Regions from separate parts of the Mus musculus genome. Here region 1 is linked to region 2. The links are chromatin contacts, called in public HiChIP or PLAC-seq maps. All regions are on one chromosome and are shown on one strand. The core of a region is the stretch at or near the end of the contact, and the rest is flanking DNA. Distances in the headings are between cores, read along the strand shown.

Region 1 (4,747 bases), core at 1,091-3,590, 110 kb after region 2:
CAGCTCTTCATGCAAGTGTGCACTTAATTCCTGGCCATTTCTTGCATGAACAGATTATCTAAATGCACTTGTGAGAAAGCCTCTTTATGGTGAACATTATTAAGCTGAAAACAGGGGTATAATAAGATAGCAATTTAAGAGTGATTTACTAACAGTTGCAGCTTTAAACACTGACATACGATTGAACTTGTCACCCCGAGAATTGTGGGACAGTTTACTAATCCTCATGGTCTTTAACTATAACTTTCCATTTTTCTTTCACTCTTCTTATGTCACTGGATTAAAATCGGTAAATCATTAACTTTTCCCCACATTAAATATCCTGCACATCTGGGCTCCTTACTCAAGGAAGGCACTCAGAGGATGGAGAAATGGGTTGGCATCATCAAAACTCGTGGGGATTGGACTTTAGTTTCCCAGGTTTAGTTCTCATTCCATACAGGCTGATGCTGGGGTGAGTCAGGAATAGGTTAAGGGACATAGACACCCCAAAGAAGGCTGGTGGGCATCTAGCGGAATGTAGCTAGCATGTCCCATGACTCCTTGTGTAGGATCTGCCTTCGGCTCAATGGTAGAGGTGTTCTCTCCTGTACTATCGTCACAGACGCTCATGCTGAGAGGCTAACTTGTGCTGTCTGGAAGGCAGGGAGGCAGACTCTGCAATGCTGGCTTGGTAATTTGACTTGGGGAGCAGTGGTTGACAGGATGTAATGAAAATCCAGATAATCAGCCCACAACTTCTGCTGGCAGACCACCACGGGAGGCCAAATTATAATCAGAAACCAATTTCTAAGTCGCCCCGAAAAATCTCGCCCCTTAATGTGGGCGTAGCTCCAGGCTCCATGGTCAGTGCATTCTTTCCCTGGAGGCACTTAAGGAGCTAACCCATGGTCTACCATTCCTGGTGAGCAAGCAATGGAGGCGAGGGAGGCAAGGAAGAGTTTAGTAGCAGCAAGTTAGGGACCTGAGTCTGTTTCAGAATAGGAACAGCAATGTCAGATGGATCAGACATTCAAAGCCACATGGCTAAAGCTTCCTTTTTTCCTTAGCAGCACTTGGTTATACATTAGTTACCTTTGGCCATGAAACAAATTACTCAAGGCTTGGCTGATTAGAACAATACATATGTAATCACACACTGTTTCTTTGGCTCTTGTAATGTGTGGTTGTGGCTCAGGGTCCGTCAGAATGCTGTCTGGAGCTCTAGTCATGTGAAGACTCTAAACAGGGCTGAGATTTCCTTTGCATGTGGACATTGGCAGAGGACCTCTGTGCTGGTGAATCTTATGTCAATATTAAACAAACTAGAGTCACCAGAGAGGAGGGAGCCTCAAATAAGAAAAGGCCTTTTGGCTAGTAGTGGCACACACCTCTAATACCAACACTGGGGAGGCAGAGACAGGTGGATCTCTGAGTTCGAGGCCTGTTTGGTCTACAGAGTGAGTTCCCAGACAGCCAGGGCTACACAGAGAAACCCTGTCTAAAACAAACAAAGAACAAGCGAGCAAGCGAGTGAGCGAGCAAGCGAGTGAGCGAGCAAGCGAGTGAGCGAGCAAGCGAGTGAGCGAGCAAGCGAGTGAGCGAGCAAACGAGTGAGCGAGCACATGAACAAGCAAGCAAGCAGGCAGCACCCCTCCACAGCTTCTGCCTCTCCAGGATCCTGCCTTGTGCGAGTTCCTGCCCTGACTTCCTCCTCAAGCTGCCTCTGCTCACGGTGTTCCATCATGGCAATAGACTAACCTTAATTAGGACATCTTTGGCTCCTCACCTGAATGCCCTCATTGGGTTGCTACCGGGCAAAGAATGACCTCTCAGTAGGACTGCCGACTTCCCTCAGAGTGAACCATCCAAGAGCAGAGAGCAAGGCAAGAGCTGCATCTTTTATACCCTGAACCCTAAAGTTGCACAGTGCCATCTCCACAACACTGCTTCAGGAGACTCCCTAAACGCGCCCACACCACGCCCCCCACCATGCCCCCAGACCTCAGAGAAGAGGATGAGCTTCCCTTCGGAGGACAGGTGTCAGAAGGAACCACTAGCACCCCAAAACCACAAAAACTATCCTCTCCATTGTCTCCGAAGCTCCTTTGGCTTCCCTTCCAGTTTTTGTAACTATAGCTACGCATTTACACAAGGTCGATGTAAGGACTGCATACCACAAATACTAAAATATCTAGCTCATGGCGGTTCTAGCGTGATAACCATCTGTAGCTGAAGCTGGTTTGCCTGCCTCCATGCTGCCTCTTCACTAGTCAAGGGACCGATGGCAGCTTAGTCGGTCCACCTACGTCTCTGTCTCTCTCATCAGCGAAATAAGGCTAGTTATGAGCTCTGCTACCCCGCCCCCTCTCGCTAAGCTTCTTGAGAGCGTTCAATGAGTAATTAAATGCACAGGGCTTACAAGAGAGCCTGGCCCACAGAAACCACTCAATACTGTTGGCTGTCAGCGTGACAGCTAGAGCAAGAGAAGTTTGAGCCAGTAGGTGTGGCTAGCCTCAGAAAGCAGCCTTCGAGCTGAGTTCCCAGGAGGGGTAAGCAAAAACCATGTTGTCTTCCTGGCCACACCACAACCTCAAACCATCTGACGGCTATTCCTGGGGATAGTGTTATTTCAGCCCTAGAAGGGACAAGGGACAGAGACCTCTCATCCCCAGGCTCTGCTGTGCCTCTTCCCTCAGAGTCCTGGGTTAATACTTGGCAGAAAGTGCTTGCTGGAGATAACCTGTCTCACTAGCACTCTGAGTCCTATTTATGTTTTATTTTTGTCCTGACATTTTTTTTTAAGACCGACCTTTTGTGAGGGCAGAATATCTAAACAGGGAAGTGGCCTAGCAGGAGTCTAGGAAATTCTTCAGCCTCACGCATTTTTTGGTTCCCGAATTTAATTGTAAGGATATGTGTGCTTGCAACCTGCCCCAGCTCACTGTTGGCTTATGACACACGTCTGTTCTTCCTCTGGGCCTTTTGTGTCCTTCCTGGGACTCTTGAGACCCTTGGACAGACGGCCTAGGTTTCTTTTCCTCCTAAATATAGCCATCATGTGAAGCGTGCCAGACTCATGCCCCGTGTCTGTCCTTCTTAGCAGAGACTGATGCGAAAGGATTGCTGTGAGCTAGAGGCCAGAAGGAACCACATAATGAGACTTTGTCTCCAAACAAATAAGTGAAAAATACCTCAGACTTCAAGAAAAGAAAAGGAAAAAAAAAAAAAGCCAGAAAATGGTGCCCAGTCTTTGCAGACAAAGGGATGGAGCTATTATGATGAGTTTTTGTTCATTTCCCAGACCCCTTTAAAAGATAGGCTCTGACTAGTGAGACACGTGATATTCTTACATCTGGTGGCAATCAGATAGATATTAAACCTAGTGGCAATTAGCTAAATTGTCAGAGAGGTAGGAAGGACCTCTCGAGGTCACCTGTCTCATGCCCTTCTCCTCCATTAGAATGTCTTTAGCCTGTGCCGAGCTGCTCACTAGCCATGGGCAGGGTAACACGGCTCACTCAAGTGCAGGTGTGTCGGTGATAACATAAGCCCTGGATTTCCAAAATTTAACTCAAGTCTGAAGAGGGATACATGTCTGTCTCCCTAGTGATCTGTAATGACTACCAGTTGAAATGATATTTTAGTGTTGGCCTAAATCAAGTAGCTTGTTGCTTTTTTGTAATTTGACTACTGCAAAGTTGCAGGTACTGTACATGGCTCATGTTATTTTACTAATTATCTGTGCTGCTAGTATTATATCTGGTATTATTAGTGGGGTGTCTAGCAGTATTCAGACACCCCACTCTCCACCCTATTCCCAACCCTTATCCTTCATCTCTCATCCCCAAATCCTGGGAACAGGATTAGGATTCTAGACACTTCTACCACAACTCTTCTGTACCTTTCATGATCCTGGCTTCCCACTTCTTCTCTGTAGTCTTCCTCCGTCTTCAGGTTAGTAGCTTCTGCTTCACACAGTGACTCTTTGGCATCCCAGAAACCCCCACATGAAGAGAGTCCAGTCTCGCTTCTTATTGTTAGAAGGGCGGTCCTAGCTCTCTGACAATTTAGCTAATTGCTACTAGATATAGTAACATCACAACTAGTTGTTCTTTCTTTGTCTTACAAGGAAGATATGAGGCACTTGTGATCCTTGCTCCATGGGTGAGAGGCTCGGCAAGATTGGGTAACTTCCTCAATATCTCCTAAGTACGTGGTGGCAAAAAACAACTTGAGCCTAGGTTTACCTGATTCTTAAATCTTCCCACTCAACTGATACATTCACCTGCCTCTCAGAGTTGGGAATCTTTTTAAAAATGAATTTCAAATTGGCTTTGGAAGGTAGGGGTTCTGGGAGATGAAAGAAACTCTCTGTAACACCCTCCTCCCTCACTCCTTATCGTTTTTTCCAACTTGGTAATATTTTAATGACTTCCTTTGTGTCCTCCCTCTATTTGTAAAACTAAACATCCAAAGCTGCTTACATCATCTTTCTCTGAGTCTGACTGATACAGAGCGAAGGGAAAGGGTTATTTCTACTTGTTTCTACTGCCAAGTACTCAATTGGTCCTTTCGGTACTTCATCCCATTTAACCCAAGGAAGGCAGAAGCTAATGGGACTTACTACCCATGACTGATGTGACAGTTAAGGCTCAAACAGGTTAAGCAATGTAACAGAGTGGCAGGCAGGTCTGGGATTAACTCCCATGCCTTACTCCAAAGACACCAGGTCCTGCAATGCCAATTGTTTAACTCTCTGTGATTG
Region 2 (4,294 bases), core at 1,585-4,084:
TTTCTTTCTTTCTTTCTTTCTTTCTTTCTTTCTTTCTTTCTTTCTTTCTACAGGAGGTTAACAGCAATGCAGATGTTCAAAAAGACCAAGGCAGATAATTATATTTGGTTCTTCCTCCCCTGAGTTAGCAAGAATGGAAATAAAAGCGTAATTCTTTGAATGAGCAATGATCACCTGGGACCTGGGTCTGGGGGAGCTGGGATTATAAACTGTGGGCAGGGACCCCTGTAATCTAGCCTTTCTGTAACCTGTGTAGGTAAACTTTGTGTCAATTTTTGTGCTTCTAGTTCATTACCTAGTTGCATACTCTCTTTATGTACAAAGGACACAAAGATCATTGCTAAAGAATTCTTTTCAAAGAAGATGGGGCTCAGTGGTTAAGAGCACTTGTTGCTCTTATAGAGGGTCTGGGTTTTAAACCCAGAACCTACATGGTGGCTTACAACCCTCCCTGACTTCAGTTTCAGGAGATCCAACAGGCACCCCTATGGTGCACATATATGCATTCAGGCAAAGAATTTATACATACAAAATAATTTTTTAAATATTTAAAAAGGAATGCTTTAGAGGAAAGTTAGACAAAATCATATATTGTGATAAGTATCCCTGCCTATAAATATCCCAGTATGGGTATACATGGAGTGTTTTAAAAGATGAATTCTATACATTAGTTAGTGGTTTGCATTCTTTAATTGTTTTAATCATCATTTAAAAGAATTGCTTGTAAAAAGATAACATTTTGCAAAAGCTGTCATTTAACCTGAAATTATCTCAAGAAGACCTTTAAGAATTTTTCTTGCATACTTCAGCTAAATGAGAAAATAATTGTGTCTCTCTTATTACTCTTTGGTATTATTGCTACCTGTGCCCTCTCCTTTGAAGGTTGGAAGAGCATGAGGTTCCTTGTCAGAATTCTTTGTTGTTGTTTAAACAGGGCCTCTCTCTCTTCACATTCCTGTTGGGGGCAGAATGAGCGATGCTAGCACATTTTCAAGATTTTTGTGGCATTTGCCGATGATTTGAGCTTAGTTAAAACTCTAAAACCCGGAACAGTAAGGTCAAACTCGAGTCTCATGTGGTTCAGATGTTCAGTGTCCGGCTGCTGAGGTGATAGTCAGTATAACGTGTATATACTTAGCTCCATACACTTACCAGCAAGAGTTGGTTGAGAATATCTGTTGCTTTTTTAAAGCCTCTCTCTTACTTTCCCCCTGAAGGAGGAAGACGCTCTCCAGTGTTTAACATTTTTGCAATTTCACTGAACTCTGAGTTAGAGTGGAGTGTGGTATTCATTAGCAGCTCAGTCCTTGAATAGAGCCGAATTGTTTCCCTAAGACAAAGAAAGAGGCACTTTGTTGTCCGTGCCCTGACCTTCCCATTCCACCTCTGTACATCATGGGTGTGCACTTGGTAGGGTGGCTACGGTGCCGCCAAGATGTGCCAAATAAGAGCAACCTAAGGGTTCTAGGTTGAACCTTGGATGGGGAAAGCAAGACCACAACAGAATCAGAAGAGCGTGTTGCATTTGAATGTGAACTGCACACTAGGACATGTCCTGGTATCAGTTATCAGCATCCTTGTGTTGGAGCCCCTTGGTCATGTTAGGAAATGACGTCATAGTGGTTGCAGACTGAAGTCTGTATCTCCAGTGTAAAGCGACAAAGACTGAGGATTGATAATTTCCGGAAAGGTAGAGTCAGTTGTACTACAGAGTTAACTTTTGTACAGTTTGAAAGGATTTTTTAAAGGAGAAAACTAAACTGTTGTTACATTAAGCATTTAGCTAGCCTCTCAGAGCTTCTATGGCCAGAGCACTGGGTCTGGGAGGCAGAGCTTGTATGCCTCAGTGTTGTTCTGTGTGATCGCCAGAGAAATGGCAGGACCCTGGCCAACCTTGAACTGCAGATGCACCATGAATATCAGGGTATAATTCTACTCAAACCAAAAGACATTACTCATTGTGCATCTGTGAAGTGAAGTTAGCTGGAATGCCTGTAACTCCATTATTGAATCTGGCAACTCCATCCCTGAATAGCACTGCCCCAAGTCCCTAGGTGTGGGTGGCCCAGAGGTACACGTCTGCAATAAAGGACATACCTGACCTGGTCTGAACACAGGGCCAGGCTGTGTAACTAGGCATGATCACTTTGTCTTCCCTTTGATGGGTCATGGATCTGTGCTTTTTCCACCTCTCTGTAGCTGGAAGAATATTTTAAAGGGAGTCACCCACATCCTGACACTCCTTGGCAATTTTAAGATCTTCTCCCAACACTCTGGAGTAAAATGGATACTGGAATCTATTTTGACAGCTGTTGAAAAGCGAGGCTGTTTTTACAGGAGGTTAAAGAGGGTATTTGTAACACTCACACTTCAAGAAACCTTTTGAAAAGGTGTGCCCCTGTTCAGGCGAGTCTTTTGCAGAATTTAAATGGCTTTGGTTTTCACAGTTATATTACACATCATATCAAATGTAAAGGTTTCAAGGATCCTATAGCTAGCCATGATGCTTTTGATTAATTTCTACCACCAGTATAGCAATAGTATACTGCTATAGTATACTGCTATGGTATACTGCTATGGTATACTGCAGTAGTATAGTATGCCGTTTTCAATAACAGTGCCTTTTCGACTGTATAGTCTCTAAAAATAGCCAGCTTGTTATCAGCAGTCCCACTGAAAGCCCTTCCTCCTTAAAAGTGACCTTTGAGCAGTTTCATTAGGAATGAATATTTATAGCATTTTGTTGTTGAGCTGCTAAGAGAGGCTTGGTTCTAGATACGGTAACAGGTGGCTCCAGTCGGCCTGCTTCCGCCAAAAGCTGATCAGATGAAACGCTGCCTGACTTTACAATTGGACTGCGATTATGTACTAGACTGACATCACTTTTGGCAAGTTGTGTTCCAGTGTTGAGTTCCGGGTCCACAATGTGATGTCATATGCATGTCATGGTGGGAAAGAAAGCTTTTCCAACCATTTGTGACAGCTGAGGGGAAAATACCGGGGTCTTCAGGAGTAGACAGAGGGGCCGACTCTCTTCCGAGCTGTAGGTTTAAGCAACTGTTCTGATTAACCCTTTGAATTGAAATTTCCTTTAATCTCAGATCTCAGACCTGTGGCGTTGAAGGGGGCACTGTTGAGTTAAGCATCTTCAGAACGCTTTACCTGTAGTAGGCGCACAAAGTGGGACATGAGAGACTGAACTGGGCAACCAGTAAGGGCTACTATTTAACTTGGGCATAATTTAATGATTTGGAATAAAAGGTCTTTCCATTATGCTCTCTACCCAATTGCTTGGCCACACAACTACCATGTTTTCTGATTTAGAAAAGAATGTTCTGCTCTAGGTTTACACTAAATATGAATATAGCATAAAGAACTTTAAGTGTTAAATGGATCGAGTGAGTTTTGGCATGTGAGATAGTTCTCTTGTTTCCATGTTTTGTTTTGTTTTTAAATTGAGATTATAATTACATTTCTCCCTTCCCTTTCCTCCCGCTAAACCTGTGGTTCTCAACCTGTGGGTTGAGACTCCTTCACAGGGGTCACCTAAGACTATTGGAAAGCATAGATATTTGTATTATGATTTTAAACTGTAGCAAAATTACAGTCATAAAAGTAGCAATGAAATGATTTTATGGTTGGGGGTCACCACAACACGAGGAACTGATTTAAAGGAAGGTGGAGAACCACTGGTCTAGGCTGGCACCAGATCCCTCCTAACTCTCCTTCAAATCCATGGCCTCTTTCAGAATTGTTACTGTGTGCTTATGTGTTCACAGGAGCTGTTTAAGAGAAGATACACGTATTAGCTACACTGTCTCCTACACGGAGCAGTCTTATCAGTGTTACAAATCAGATCCTAGAGAACTGGGTAGAAAGGTGTTTCATTTTGTTTCGTTTTTAACAACCACATTCTTAGAGGAAGAACTGTATTTCTACTGCAGAAATTTGACAAAAGAGATAACAGCATAGTTCTTCAGGTTGTAAAACATCTTTTCTCTTTCCGTCAAGTCCACAATACTCTGATCATGGGAACATACTGCATAGAATATACATGTATTGTTTAGAGAAGACTAGATCAAAACTATCCTTGACTCTCATACAGGTCTAGTATTTTAACGACTGATGTAAATTCTGTAACTATAACATTTTAAATGACCATGTAGCATTCTGTTTTATGACAGGGCCACTTTCACTAAATCAAAACCCGTAGACTTGGACCTCCAGCTTATTTACCTCTTTATATTTTTAACAATGCTGTAATAAAAAAATCTTTTAAAGCAGTTATTAGTTC

Evidence for each region. HiChIP or PLAC-seq counts read pairs in DNA pulled down with a chosen protein or histone mark.
Region 1: a contact with region 2 is called in an H3K27ac HiChIP or PLAC-seq map of heart atrium, with 5 read pairs. The contact joins two enhancer-like sites. A contact is called at or near these places in 1 of 15 datasets of contacts at CTCF or cohesin (the NIH/3T3 cell line), 9 of 484 Hi-C or Micro-C datasets (bone marrow-derived macrophages, cerebral cortex, cumulus cells and 5 more) and 3 of 115 datasets of contacts at active chromatin or transcription factors (CD8 T cells, heart atrium and large pre-B cells).

Annotation. Positions count from the first base shown.
Region 1 is chr14:47,008,966-47,013,712 of GRCm38.p6, forward strand. All of the region lies in intron 2 of Samd4 (sterile alpha motif domain containing 4), which reads left to right. Among named protein-coding and RNA genes, the nearest start is that of Gm52121, 3.2 kb to the left of the region's middle. Within about 2 kb of position 2,341, at least 42 of the 459 cell types and tissues checked have an H3K27ac peak or open chromatin away from gene starts, as enhancers often do. A contact at or near this core is called in heart atrium, where this site is marked.
Region 2 is chr14:46,900,092-46,904,385 of GRCm38.p6, forward strand. All of the region lies in intron 2 of Samd4 (sterile alpha motif domain containing 4), which reads left to right. Among named protein-coding and RNA genes, the nearest start is that of Samd4, 19 kb to the left of the region's middle. Within about 2 kb of position 2,835, at least 11 of the 459 cell types and tissues checked have an H3K27ac peak or open chromatin away from gene starts, as enhancers often do. A contact at or near this core is called in heart atrium, where this site is marked.